2 separate regions of the Gossypium hirsutum genome follow, and region 1 is linked to region 2. The links are chromatin contacts, called in public Hi-C maps. All regions are on one chromosome and are shown on one strand. Each heading gives the region's core, a stretch centred on a gene start, on an enhancer-like site or on the middle of the called end of the contact. The rest is flanking DNA. Distances are from core to core; before and after follow the strand shown.

Region 1 (7,531 bases), core at 751-3,250, 150 kb before region 2:
TAATTTGCATTTTTACTAAAAACCACTTAATAAAACTTGTATATCTATCATTAAACTTTCATAATCTATCATCAATAATAATAAAAAATGCTTATTCATCAATGGAAACTTTCTAATTCTTTAGTAGTTTTGCAAATAGTCCCTAGGCTAGCTAGTACTAGTTGCAACGATCTCAAAAGTGTAGAAATCATTAAAAACAGGACAAAAGCCATACCTAATTGAGCATAAATGTCTTGGCCGAATGTAAAGCTTCTCCCATGGCTATTTAGGTTGTATTTTTCGGTGAGGAAGATGAATGAAAGAATAAAATTTCATTTGTTTTATTATATTTACCTTTAATTACTAATTTACACTAATAACCTTAAAAATCTTTAATAATTTCCATTATACCAAGCCATTACTTTCCACTAACTCCTTAATGGGCTAATTACCACTTAAGGACCTTCACTTTAAGGTTCTATAGCTATTAAACACCTTTAGTTAATAGAACATCACTTTTGCATTTTACGCGATTTAGTCCTTTTTATAAAATTGACCAATCAAACGATAAAATTTCTTAACGAAATTTTCACACCAACATAGTATCATACTGTAAACATTAAAATAATAATAAAATAAATATTTTGACCTCGAATTTTTGGTCCCAAAACCACTGCTCTGATTTGACCAAAAACGGGCTGTTACAAGTTTGGACATCATCCTCCCACAACATCGAGTAATTTCTGCACTAATACTTTGTTTCATATCATCGACTTTACATTCTTATTAAACCTCATTCCTATTTACCAACGAGATTCAAATATACAATCAATTGTTGTTTGTAAAATTACTCCCTCAAAATGAACGTGTACAAAGAATTAATTATTCATCTTAGATAGTTAATCTGTAAAATAAATTAAAAATAAATAAATATTAGCTTCTATTAAAAAAATAGCGCCTATTAACAAAATTAGCAACAAAAGCACTTTTTATCAAAAAATATAACTTGCATCTCATATTACTAATTATCACTATAAAATATAATCAAATATAAATAATTACAAACTAACTTTATAAATTCGAACTTTACTTTTGAAGTCTAAAATGAAAAATAAATATGTTGATTTCTAAAGAGCTTTTTTCTTTTCTTTTCTGGTTTGTTAAACCAATTTTTTTCTCCAATATTGCTAAACAATTTTTTAGCTTTTTTTTCCTTTTTTACTAAACACAAATTTATTTTTTGTTCTCTTCAAAAGAAACAAAATTTTAGCTGAGGGATGGGGGGTTATATACTAGGCGGTTTCGCCTAACAATGTCGCGTGACCCAGATTTTTAAACCGGTGTTGTCGACTTGTCAGGAGATAGTAATACAAATAATTTTTTTGGTTTTGCTATTGTTTTTTCATTGACAACATGTTTTTTTAAATAAATTGGTGCCGTTTGACACACCGACAACAGTAATTAAAATATACATTTTTCATTTCAACTTTTTTTCTTAACATGTGTGTTGTTTTTTTTAAATATAAGCAGTGCCACCTAACTCACCATCGACACCATTAAATTTTTTTTATCACCATGTATACCTATAATTTCAGAGCTATTTTCAGATATACATACAGGTGCCACCTGACATAATAAAGACACCAATTTTTTTTTTAAAAGTCTAATAATTGTCAGATGATTGGTTGAAAAGTGAGATGGTGTCGTCAGTGTATCAGGCAACACCGACGATCACGTTAACAAACACCCTATTTTCATAAATAATTTTTGAAATTTTTATAAATAAATAAATAAATAAATAAATAATTTTTATATTATTTTTATAAAAAAAAAAAACAAAGTTCAGTGTTATCATTTCAATTTAAGTTATTAAACAATACAATAGTGACTAAATTCGTGAATTAAAAATAGAGAGATTTGCTCAAAAAAGTGGAGAGATTAATTTTAAAATGTAAAAAATAGGAGGACTGATAGCAAATTTAGACCAAAAAAAAAATCTGAAATAGAAAAAGAAAATAAGAGAAACAATGGCCTTGCCCCTCATTCACGCCCCAGAAATCTGAACCCGAAAGAGACAAGACAACCGCCATGACCGATCACCATCACTACCACCGGTTCGGCCAGCTACGGTCCACATCGCAGATCCTCAAAAAGACTGCCGTGCATTTTACCGCCCACCCTTTCACGTTCATCTTCCTTTCTTTCCTTCTCCTCTCTTTTCGTTCTTTAGTTGAATCCGGTTCCTTTCTCCTCAATTCCTTTATTGACCGTGATCCTTCTTTCAAATCCCTCCTTTCTCGCCTCGACCTCCACCCGTCCCATCCGCACGCGCGTTTCCAATCAACCCGTCGCCACGCACGCCGTCCTTTCCTCCACCTCACGCGCGTCGGCGCTCTTGATAATGACTTATTCTCTTCCGACGATGACCTCCGCCACCGCTCCCCGTTCGCTTCTTTATCTAACCGCCCCCTTAATGGCACGCCGTTGATTCTTTCAAACTTCGATACCAAATTAGGGTTTTCGCATTTCGTTGCGGATAACGGTATTCTGCTGCCGGAAATTATTCGTTACGGAGTCAAATTCAAGACAATCTCATTTGACTACGAAAACAATGAAAGGGACCAGCAAGAAGAAAAGATTGTGGATTTTCAGTTTGTTTATAAAGGATTTGAATTGGGGCGTCGAGACGCAGCGGTGCTTTTCTTTATCGTCAGCTTTCTATCCGCGGCGTATGGATGGGTAATTCTAGGATTTACGGCGATTTACTCTTTGATTTTTGGTGTTCTTTTTGTCACAATTGTTAATGACTTGATTGGAAGATTTGTTTCCTTTTTTGGGGCTTTTTGGGGTGGGTCTAAAATGGGTTTGAAAAGACTCACTGGGTTCGTTCTAATAAAATGGGCGGTAAGAGACGCGGTGACTCAGCTTCTTGGATTGTGGTATTTCGGAGAAATTGAGGATCACTACTCGTTTTTTAAGCTTTTTGTCAGGTTAAAGTTGATGCCTTTTTCGGTTATGTCACCATGGATTAGGGGTTATGAGAAGGAGATTTCAGGGTTTTTGTTTACGTGGTTTCTGGTGGATACTTTGGTTTCATTTGCATTCTCATTAGCTGCTTGGGTAGCCGTTGTGGATTCAAGGAGAACCGGGAGAGAAATTATTAAAGAAGGTTGTTATCTGATGTCAACACTTTTGAACCAAGGGATACAGATTCAGTGTTATGAAGCTATCTTAGGTGGGTCGTTGGCAAGATTGATTTTGACTCGTATAGGGGGAGAATTTTTTGCCACGGTTATTCAGGCAGCTCTGGAGTTGTATTTCATGGTAGCTTGGTTGATATTTTACTTTGTGGTGAAGTCTAGGGAAGCTAATACAGAAGGTAGGAGGTATGGGAGGAGAGAATTGGAGGCTTTGATTGATGGACTTGGATGAAAATTCAATCGGAAAAAATGGGGGAAATTTTCATTTGCTGCTATAACTTTCGATTCTGACACTGAAGATGCCTGAAGATATCGGCAACATTTTCAATGCTTCGAGTCTTCCTGTTTTTGCAGAGCTAATGATGCAATACTGCCATAGTTTCGGTCTAAGAACCTGCCAATGCATTGCATGTACTTTTTTATGAGGGAACACAATATATACTTGTGTATATTTTCCACTACAAAGCTTCTGTGTGTATATTCTGTTGCCATCAGTTGTTTCTTACTGCCTTGCAGTACTTGTTCCTTGCTGGTATATGAGAATGGTAATAATTTCTCATGCTTCAAATACTGCTAGTGCTGTTGTCCTTAGACTGTTTATATGTGATGTTATGATTTTCTGTTTTTGCACTGTAGGAGTCTTTTCTTGTTTTTACATCGCTTGTAATTGTTGGTAATTTGCGGAGTGTAGTCTAAGTTCAACAAGTTGTCATGGTGAATTGGGATTTGAGGGTGTTTATGTTAGTTTATAAGAGACTTTAAGGATGGTTGCCCTCTTATATCTTTACAGGGTTCAAATCACCAAAATGGTGTTATATAAAATTAAATTGTCAACATTATCCTCAAACTGGATTTTGTTATTCCAATGTTGTTATTGGGTAGCTTCAGTAATGAAGCGGCCGTTTTGCCCATGTAGTTGGACAGGTTCAACGAAGCTGGTTTTTTGTTTTAAAAGAAACTTTTGGGTTGTGGCTTTGAAATACATTTACTCCATGTTGGTGGAAAATGTGGATGGCTGTATCTTGTTTTTCGTATGGAACAAGATCTTATAATAAGCATTTTCTATAAAGGTGCCGCAAAGTTTTCTGACTGAGTTTTGTTGTTGTTATCATCATCATCAAATTTTTTATAGTTTTCAGATTCAATACATTATAGTCTGTAATATTTTGTCATACTCTGTAGATTCTTGTAGTATGCTCTGCTGTGATTTGTAACCAAGTTTCCTTTGGTCCTTGTTTCTGTCTATATTTGTTGGCAAGTATTATTGTTATGCGAAGACTGAGTTTATATATCTATTCTCATTGTTGTAGACAGTTTAGACTTACGATGCTAATGAGCAAAGCATATGATATGTTACAAGATTCTACTGTGTGTCGATTGGTGTATTTTTCATAGCTCAATATACTAGAGTTTCTATCTTTTCGCAACTTCTCTGGTTTTACTTTGGAGGTTCCAAGCTGAGGAAATTCTTTGGCGTTGAACCTGCATACAGCGTTTCTCAGTGCTAAGGAACCATAGCTTTCCCACCTTTTGACTTGTAACCTTTCTATCGTCATGCATTTGACAACATCCCATGCTAACACAGTGCAAATGCTTGGGATTCGATTCTTTTCCGTGTTTCAAGGTCACTGCTTGCTAATCTAGTGTCATAATTTGATTCAGACACTTGACGTCTAAAGTTCTGTTCATTCTTCTTGCAGCATTTGTTCCTGAATTTCTAGATGAATCTTGAAGAACACAGTTCGATAATCTTAGCTAAACCTAGAATGTCTGATTCTTCCTCGTTAGTTACCCGCTTTTTGCGTGCATCTGCTAGTTGAACCATGCTTTACTGTTACAGGTAAGTATCATGGACACTGCCCTTGAGACGGGCTCGATGAGATTAAGGAGCCTGCTTCCCCGGTCTCTAGGGCAATTTTCATTGATAGTAATATAATTCTAATCTTATAGCTTTATACTATATTTTTCTTTATTTTGTATGAAATATTGACAACCATGTCCAGCAGACATTTGGATATGGATGTAGAGAAAGAGACTTGAAAAAAAATTAAACATACGTTTAACATATACCCGCATCTACACATACGTTTTGTACCTCAATTAGCTGTTCTTTCAAGTTCCAATGTAAAGTGGATTCCGGAGCTGGTAGGGGTTTGGTGTTGATATGGTATCGTACTGTGTGTTTAATTGGGTTCCATTTAGGCACACCAGCTTTCATATGCCTTGAGAGGTTGAGGCCCTTAGAACCAGAACTTAAAATAGGCAAACAGGAAGTCAAATACTTTTTCAGTGGAGTTACATTTATATGCTACAAAAAAAATGTTACAACGATCTACTCAGTATACTATATATTAGCGTTCTTATTAGACTGAAACCCCGTGAATCAATCAAGTTTCTAGCATAAAATCCTTTAGACACCGGGAGAGTGTTCAATCTTGAGGAGAGCTAGCGCATCGAACAACTTCGAGGAAAAGGCTTTCATCACAAGGAATGCAGAGTTTGGGGTCTGTGGTAAAATCATATTCATCCTGAGCTTGATCTAGCAATGCCTTGAACAGTGGGTGCTTGAGCAAGGTAAGTTTAATTACAAACCTCTTATAGTTTTCACCAACATATACTACCAAGTGACCCTTTGGCACATCTCTCGGGATTGAACTCTCTTCATTCTTGGTATTAGGCCACTTTGCCCACTCATAACAGTATTCGCAACTGCCACAAGGTATGACTCTATTCCCCATCTTCCTCCATTTGGTAATGCATGCCTTTAGAAATTTCCCCTTCATTGTCTAGCAATATGCCAACATAGACAGAGAGTAGATGGGGGAAAGGAACTTGCACATGTAATCTGAAATGGAGATTTGGGTAGTGAAACAGATGGAACTGAAAGAAAGGATTATATAGCAGTAGAAAGAGAGAGAGAGAGAGAGAGAGCTTTTGGGGGGAGCATTAATTGGTTGACATGATATGTAACTAAGGCCTAAGAGGTTATGAGCTTGGGTTGGTCGAAGTCTTGGTAGGAGGTTTAGTGATGTTATTTATTTCTTAAGCTGAAATGTATGGATATTGAGATGGTGTAGCCATTTTTATAGCAGTTGGTGTCTTGATACAAAAGTGTACGAACATGCATGTCATTATATAAAAAAGGGTATAAGAAAATTATTGCTTGTAAGGTCAGACATGAACTCTGAGTGAGAAAGGATGGTGCTTGATCGGTGTGATCTTTCGAAGTTCTCGATGTTAAGACCCCACAAGTTGAGAGTGGGAAAAGATAAGATATGAAAGAGGGATAGGATAAGCTTCTTGGGCAGAGTGTGATTCTCCACTTTCAGTTTGTTGACATACATATTATATATTGTAAATGTTAGTAGTATTAATGGATATTAAATATACACCAGCTTGCCTCAGGCCCAGACTGTCAAAAGAGTGAAAAAAGAGAGCTTTATATGGATCTTTTTCATTGATTCATATAGGTGAGATTTAAATCTCAGTAACTGTATGGAGTATAGACCCTTTGTTTTATCATTGAAGGAGATATTATATATACATCTAATTCATGAACTATTATTCTACTCTCTTCTGGGCTATGTTCTGCAGCTGGATTCGGGATAAGCTTTTGCGTATCTCTGGACCCTTGTCTGTCTGTGCATGCATGTAATGGGCAAAACAAGGAATTGCTGGAGACAAACAACCCAAGTCTTTGCCAGGGATTTAAGGGGAGTTAAAAAAAAAGTAAAGCGAAGAGGATGGAAGTGGTTATATGGAATTGTACAATGATCCTTAACACCCCAGCCAGCGATTCGTAGTTTCAAACATTCCATACTTAAGATTTGTTTGGCTCCATATCTTACCGACCAAACCAATAGTTTAAATACTCTCTTTTAGCTTGAAAATATCCTTATATTCATTTTTTTTATTGCATTGGATGAACTTCAGAAGTTAATTAATTCCAAAATTTCGGCAAGAATAATAAATTTTTAAAAAAAACTTAGAAAAAAACAGAACAAGGAAAGAGAAATACGGATCATTATTTGTTACATTGACAAAGACAAGTGGAAATGACTCTGTTTTCTCTCAAGTTATTCACAGAAATGATTGAAAAGGACAGCAAAGGGTTCATCCCCTGAGGACTTTAAATGCTGTACGCGTTTGTCTGAAGGCGAAGGGGGACAATAAATCACTCAATTCTGCACATCATTCGAGTAGAGCTTCCTACAGTTTTGCAGACATGGTGTGAGAAACTGAATGTAAGTAAAAAGGACTTAATTAAATTGTGGGACTACTGAAAATTTGACTCCATTTTCCCTCTTCCATTTCCCCCCTTTTTTCTCGTTGGAACTGCGGAATGGGTATTT
Region 2 (7,386 bases), core at 2,301-4,800:
ATACTTGTTTTAAGAGTTTTACTGAGCATCAACTCAATTATGAAATTACTAAAATATCTTTTCATATACAAATTAAGTAATGCTTTTATGAAGATATTTTTATCTTTTTATATAATAAATCAATAAAAATTTGATTATAATAATATTTGATCCCAAAACACTATACATGATGAGAGATTAACTTTATCATTGTAATCAAAACATCAATTAACTATTATGTGATTTTTATGTAGTAAATATATTTATTAAAATAATCTTTTTCACGATTTAACTGTCCCATAAATCTAGTATAACTTAATTAACTGAACCTTTATTTTCCTTTTTTTTTTCCTGAAACCTACATTTTTCATTCGTGCGAGTATATAGATATGCGTGTTTATATTTAAACAAGGTAAAAATAAAAGTTGAGATCATTATCAAGAATTCATGTGATGGATGCAAATAATTTGTGGAAATAAAATCGTGGTGGTCGAAATATCGATAATTAAATTAGTCAAACCATTAACTTTCGATTTAATAGATTCAACCAATTCATTCAAATTGAATAAATTATTAAAAGTAAAAATATATTTAAAAGATTAGTTTAATTGATTTGATCGCCAATTTAACTGATTCAATCAGCCAATCTAACCAGTTCATGGGCCAACTAATCTAACCCCTTATTACAGACCTAGAAGTGAGTATTCGATCGAGTCGAGTCGAATCAAGTTAAAAAAATTTCGAGTTAATCGAGTTGACAAATCTTATTTAACAACCAAACTCAATTTAAAATTTTTTTTAATCAAATTAAATCAAAAAATTTCAAGTCAACTCGAGTTAACAAATCCTATTATTTATACTAAATATTTCATTTACATAACTTATTATTTAACTAATAGACGAAATACAAGATTATTTAACTATATAAACAATATAATGATTTTACCTTTTAACTATTAACATTTATCAAAGCGACGTAAATTTTCTTATTCGAATTTTTGGATAACTCAAAATGTATAATTCATATTCAAATTTGAATAAAAAAACTTAATTTTTTATTCGAGTTAATCTGAATAACTTAATTAACTCAAATAACTCGAAACTATTTAATTCAAAATTTAAATTTTTTATCGAATTTTTCGAATCGAATTAAATTTTACTCGCCCCTATCTAGACCTACACTGATTCTAAATCCAACCGGTTCGACCAGCCAGTCCAGTCCGATTCCGAAAACAGTGGATTTCCAGGCTTAACCATTGATGATGGAATAACAGAAAAAGAAAAACTTCAGCAAAAGATCGAATAATAAATTAAAAAAGATTAGATTGTCAACTATTCTCTATTACAACTTTTTTATTGAACCCTCCTTTCCTTTGTTCAAGTAGCAAATTTTGGCTTTAAACCATGCATTGAAGGATCACAAACTCCCTTGAGAAATTGCAGTTAAGAAAATGAAAGAGATAATCTAGTAGTTGTATGTACCACTCCTGTAACCTATCATATCTTTTGGGCTCCTTGATCTCCTACAGAATCCCCGGAGGTTGCTAAGCCTCGAATCTTAACATCATAATAGACCTCTTCAACTCTTCTTAGGTCGTACTTCATACCTAAAATAATGAGAAAGCATTTCAAAAACTCAGTCTTCGATAAGAAGTTGCTTAAAACACCGGATTCTCAAAGCACTGGATAAGATTAAGCTTACTATCAAACTTCTTGCGCAGGAAATCATTACGGAGATTAAGCATGCGAAAGGCCGCATGAAGATCTGTCAAGAACTTCAACACCTTTCTTGGACAATCATAGTCACCAGCTGTCACTTGATTCACCACATATCTCGGCTGTTAAAACGAAGAGAAATGCATGTTATGTTAAGCCTTGTTGCCACATTTCCCAATGCAGTATTTCACCAGTTGTTCAAAACCATAATGTTCCATTTGGAATTATCACATTCCAACAAGTCTTTTCTAACTTGCAGTCTCATTAAACATCTGAATAAAAAATACACGAAAACAATAGACTAGGAAGAACGCATTTGTCAATTTGAAAAGCCCGGGAAAGCAAGTTTCTGACATATTTCTTACCATTTCATTTGACATGAAACAAACACCTGCAAGAGATCAAAAAGATTCCCAGATCAGTATATTCAATTGGCAGAAAAATAATAACCCTCAAATTCAGATGCAAAGTAATAGACATTGCATGTTTCTTGCACATATAGGGAGAAAAACCATAAAAACTGAAGAATGACAATAATCAGAAAAGGTGATTAATCAACAATGCTTCATTTAGTTCATCCAAAAATACAAACAGCATATATGATAGGTGAATCTCTTAAAAATATTTTAACACAAGTATCAATTGGTCTGACGAGACAGTCCTCATTTGAATAAGATGAACCAAAAAAATGGAAAACTGAAGTTCAGTTAACTACCCTGGCCATTTTAATAAAGAAAAAGACTCTAATGCATTAGAATGTACAAAGAATTTCATCCTGCCTATTGATGTGGTCAATCACATTTACTTGCCATTCAATAACTAGAATACTTCAGGCTAGCTAAAGAAAATTGAATCTTTAAAAGATTAGAGAAAAAAATAGTACGGAACAAACGGTTCAATCCATGAGAGTATAGAACTCTTCAATTAGAGAAGCTTTCAGCACATACCAACAAGATAATCCTCCAGGTCTAAAGCAAAATCCGAATTGTTCACTGCCAAAACAACCAACTTTCTCATTTGTCTTCATTAGCAAATACAAAAATTACTCGTAAAACCGAATAAATATTCATTACTGAAACATACATCCAAGTTTTTCCTCAGCTTCAGTATGCATAAGCAGATTTCCAGTTTCCAACCAATGCATAAAGGCAAGCAAAGAAACTACCATTTGAGTTTCACTCCTCCAATCCCCATGATACCTAAACACAGTAACACACCCGAACACCACATCAAGAACACAAAAATTTCTACTAAAATAAAATTTGAAATTAACCAAAATCTCCAATGAATCTCACCTGTAATATTGTCCAGGGCATTCCCTAACAACTTCAGCAAGTTTATTGTAAAGACCCTTTAGTACGTTAATCTGAGAATTTGCCTTCTGCAAAACCTCTGTTGATATAAACATATGCGTAAAAATTATAAAATAGGTAATATTCCAAAAACCATATAATTTGAAGAAGCAAAAGAAGAATGTTACCGGGAATTGGTTTAGATTGGTGAACGAGGAGGAGGCTAGCTTGCATGAGCCTAGTCGCCGACTCCATTTCCAGAACGACGGCGCGTATGCGTTCCCGTAAGCTGCCAGAATCTTCAAGCTGGACTCGGAACTTCTCGAACTGTTTCTCCAGAGAAGGAGAGGTTTGCGGCGAGTCGTAATCACCGCCGGCCATGAGAGTGGCGCAGAGAGGGGAACGAAAGGGATGGTTTCTGGAAAGGACAGAGGGAAGCGAAGGAAAAGTGGAAATGAAGGGAGCAATTTGAAGAAGTGAGGGGTTAGGGTTTAAGGAGTAGCGAGAGAGAGTGAAGTAGTAAGCGTTCCGTAACGCTGATTTCATAATTTGAAATTTGTTCACTTTATTTTATCATTTTATGTTTTTTATATATGTGCAGTGCGGTGTATTCCACACCCTCCCATTCAACTTTCGCACTGAAAATCAAATCAATTTCTGATCATTCGATCAATCAGTGATGATAAAGTCGGTCCATTTTGTTAAATAAATATTCTAATATTAAATACACTTGAATAAGTAAAGTGAAAAATTTTATTTTTAATAGGGGTGAGCGTTAAATCTGATCGAATTGAATGGAAAAAGTTGAGTTAATTGAGTTGATGAATCCTATTTTATCATCCTAATTTGATTTAAATTTTTTTCGAATCGAATCGAGTAAGATGGAATTCGAATCAAATCAAATAGTAAATTAAAAAAATAAATTTGTCCACCGTAATGCTATTAACTTCCATCCATCCGTAATTTATTTATTAGTCTTTTATATACTTGTCAGCTATTTTGATTATTTAGTTATTTCAATTATCTTCTGATAAATTATTTTAAAGATAAAATATGAAATTGATACAAACATAAAATATTTAACATGAATATTTTATGGCATTATTAATAATTCAATTTTAACATATTAATAAAGATTCATCATGATTAAACAATTCAATAAATAAATAGTACAAAATGTGAAATTTAATTCAATAACATAAATAGTAGATATAAATTCGAAAAAAAAATTTAGGGTTTAAAAGAAAGCAAAAGGAAAAAAGATAGGGATTTGGAGAAGTAAAAGTTTTGGAGAGAAAGTAAAAGAAAAAAATAGTTCAGGGGTTTGGGAAAAGTAATTTTTTATGGGGAAAAAAATTTCAGGGGTTGAGGAAAAATAAAAGGGTTTGAGTGGGGGCGGGGGAAGGGAGTAAAACGGTTTAGTATTTGGCTTATTCGAATTAAAAAATTTAATTTGATTTAAACTTGAAATTCGAAAAAAAATTAAGTTGATTCAATTAACTCAATTAATTCAATTCGAATAATTCGAATTTTTTTTCAATTTTTTTAATCGAATCGAATTTTACTCACCTTTAGTTTTTATCATACCACAAAAGGAAATCCATCAAAGATTAAGGCATTTGCACCTCTAATGAATAAACCATCGCTGCCACGGCCCCCAGGCAAATGTAGCATTTGCTTATCAAAGGAAGCATCTAATAACACTATACAGAGGCGGGCTCCATGAAGTAGTCGAATATTCAAGGCGCTGATTGGGACAAAGCATTCTCCTCAGTCTTTAGAGACTCAAAAAATCCTCCAAGCATCACTCCAAATTTGTATGGGGTCAGTATTAATGCTTTCAGACATCCATAAATTCCAACTCTATATTTCTCAACATACCCAAGCTGTCATACTTGTGGTCGAAGAAGACCCAAAATTTAGAAATTGCTCATTTGTCTCAATCCACCAGTTAAAAAAGCTAGAGAAATCAATATTTGTAGGACCATAGTGAAGCGAAGATGCGGTTTTTGTAGGATCATAGTGAAGCGAAGATGCTCTCCAAACCGCTTTTACAATTCGACAGCCAAACAAAATATGCTCAAGAGATTCAACCTCATCATTGTATCTTGGACACTTGTTTGACAAAGCTCGATAACATTATTACAAGTTCTCTGTATGAAATTCTTAACTCTTAAGGTACCTTGAATTTTCCATATCGAGTTCCAAATTGAGCTTTGTCTATTACTTCTCGAATAAGTACCACCTGCTTCATTTATATGCTTTAGCTACCTTGAAAGATTATACCCATATTTAACTATGTATTTGTCATCTTTGGTAAAGTGCCAAACAATCTTGTCAACTATAATGAATAGTCTTATAGGGATAGCTCTAATGGCTTTCACTTCATGCTCTAGAAATAAAGAAAGAAGCATGTCATGGTCCTAACATCGAGACGTGGTGATGTCAGAAGTCACAACGTGGTGTTAGGAGATGACTAGCCATAAGGTCGTGGCATCAGTAGATAAGAGGCCTCAATGTGAGAAACTGTTTGGAATGATATGTTGGAGATTTGAAGGCAACTTTGCGACATGCATGGTATGAGGGCGTGACACTAAGTGAGACCAGTTTGAAGAAGGCACAAACAGTAAGTGACATAACAAAATAAAAATTGTTGAAGTCATGACATCGGATCGTTAGGTCACGACGTGTGAATCTTGAGGTCCCGACGATGATGCCTTAAACCAAGCCTAAGAGAAATCTTTCATCAATGTCGCAACTCCGCAATAGTGGAGGTCGTGATGTTAATCTGTAAACGTGAATTAAGTGACAAATACTAAAGGGCATTTTAGTAAAATTATTATTTCTAGCCTTTGAAAAACTTATTTTTAGTGAGGAAAATTTGGTCATTTAGTTCTTGTTATATATACTTGTCTTGTATAGAAGCAAATAGAGATTTAGAATTTAGATAAGATTGTAGAGAGCATTTTTAGATTTTTAGAGAATTTGTAAAGAAAGCTTTGTAGAATTTTTTAATTTGTTATAGACATCTCATCTCTTTCTTGTTGATGGCGATGTAATTTGAAGATCAACACAGACTTTAGCTCTGAATGTGGATGTTTTTCCATGGCTAAGCATTCCCAAGCTATTAATTAGTTTACTTTGATTGAATGTTTAGAATGGTTGTTTGTGTTTTAATTACCATGTTGTGTTAGATTTTATTAATGGTTGATTGGAATGATGGTTGCTAAGTTTTATTAAGATACATGTTGATACGATCAATTGTTTGATTTTGTTACAATGCTTCATATGATAAAGTTGGAGCCTCAAGATGGATCAGATCTAGAGGTGATGTAACAACCTATTTTTCAGTGGTATCAAAATAATGGTTTCGAAATCTCATTTTCGATGTTTGAGTCCATAAATATTAATATTTAATATGTACAAGGTTAATGTACGGTTTAATTAAATTTTGGTTCTTTAATTTTGTCAATTGGGTAGTTAATTAAGGTACAATGACTAAATTATAAAAATAGTAAAAATTAATCGCTATGAATTTTTTATTAATTAAAGGACCAATTAAGCAATTGGGTCATTAAAAATGAATATACAGTAGTGGGAATGAACTGTAAACCATAAAAAATGTTAATTAAGCTTAAGTTTAGTTAATTATAAGTTAATTAAGTTAATTATAATTAATTAATATGCCAAATTAAAAGAAAAACAAAAGAATATTCTTGTCATCTTCTTCTTCAACTGAAAACAAAAATAAAGAAAGGGTTTTGAACTTTCAAGACTTTCGGCTAAAGATTGGTAAGTGTAATTAAGTCATTTTCTTGTAATTTTTATTTTTTTAGGTCTCAAGAGTTTGGTTTAGCTAACTCGGGTATCAATTTGTGAAACTGTTAAAGTTTTGAAAAGTTTTCATTGTTGATTTTTTGAATCTTTTGGTATTAAATTGATAGATTTTGAGCTTAGAAGTGAAAAAGGACTAGTTTGTAAAGTTTAATTGCTAGTTTTTGAACATAGGGATGAAGAGCATACATTTCAAAATTGATGTTATATTTCTATAAATTTTTATAATATAAGGTTATAGAAGGATGGAATTGATATATGTTTCAAAATTGAAGCTCAAATTTGAAAGTTATAACAATTTTAATTTTAGGGACTAAATTGAATGAAATGCAAAACTTTAGGGAACATTCAAAAAAATGAAATTAAACTGTCATATGCATAAAATAGAATGTTATAAAGTATTTGGAATTGATAAATTGAAATGCGTTATCATATAGATCAAGAATTTAACCAACCGAAAGATAATCAAGGAAAATGAAAAATTACAGATTAGTCCCTGACTTCTTGTTATTGCAATTTCTTCCAAGTAAGTTCATACGGTGTAATTATATGTAATATTAATATA

Evidence for each region. A called contact is a pair of places that touch in the nucleus more often than the background predicts.
Region 1: a Hi-C map of leaf shows a contact between it and region 2, with 3 times the contacts expected there. The contact joins the promoter of LOC107948375 here to the promoter of LOC107948371 in region 2. A contact is called at or near these places in 10 of 34 Hi-C or Micro-C datasets (callus, hypocotyl, leaf and 1 more).

What each region holds. Positions count from the first base shown.
Region 1 is chrA04:66,571,746-66,579,276 of Gossypium_hirsutum_v2.1, reverse strand. It overlaps LOC107948375, which reads left to right and starts at 2,000. Exons shown (of 2, transcript XM_016882898.2): 1 at 2,000-3,724; 2 at 4,880-4,923. The coding sequence starts at 2,068. The coding sequence ends at 3,411. LOC107948376 (indole-3-acetic acid-induced protein ARG7) reads right to left here and starts at 6,185. Exons shown (of 1, transcript XM_041111043.1): 1 at 5,451-6,185. The coding sequence starts at 5,962. The coding sequence ends at 5,609.
Region 2 is chrA04:66,419,025-66,426,410 of Gossypium_hirsutum_v2.1, reverse strand. It overlaps LOC107948371 (translin), which reads right to left and starts at 3,550. Exons shown (of 7, transcript XM_016882883.2): 1 at 3,176-3,550; 2 at 2,991-3,087; 3 at 2,779-2,894; 4 at 2,643-2,687; 5 at 2,061-2,086; 6 at 1,682-1,817; 7 at 1,266-1,586. The coding sequence starts at 3,533. The coding sequence ends at 1,477.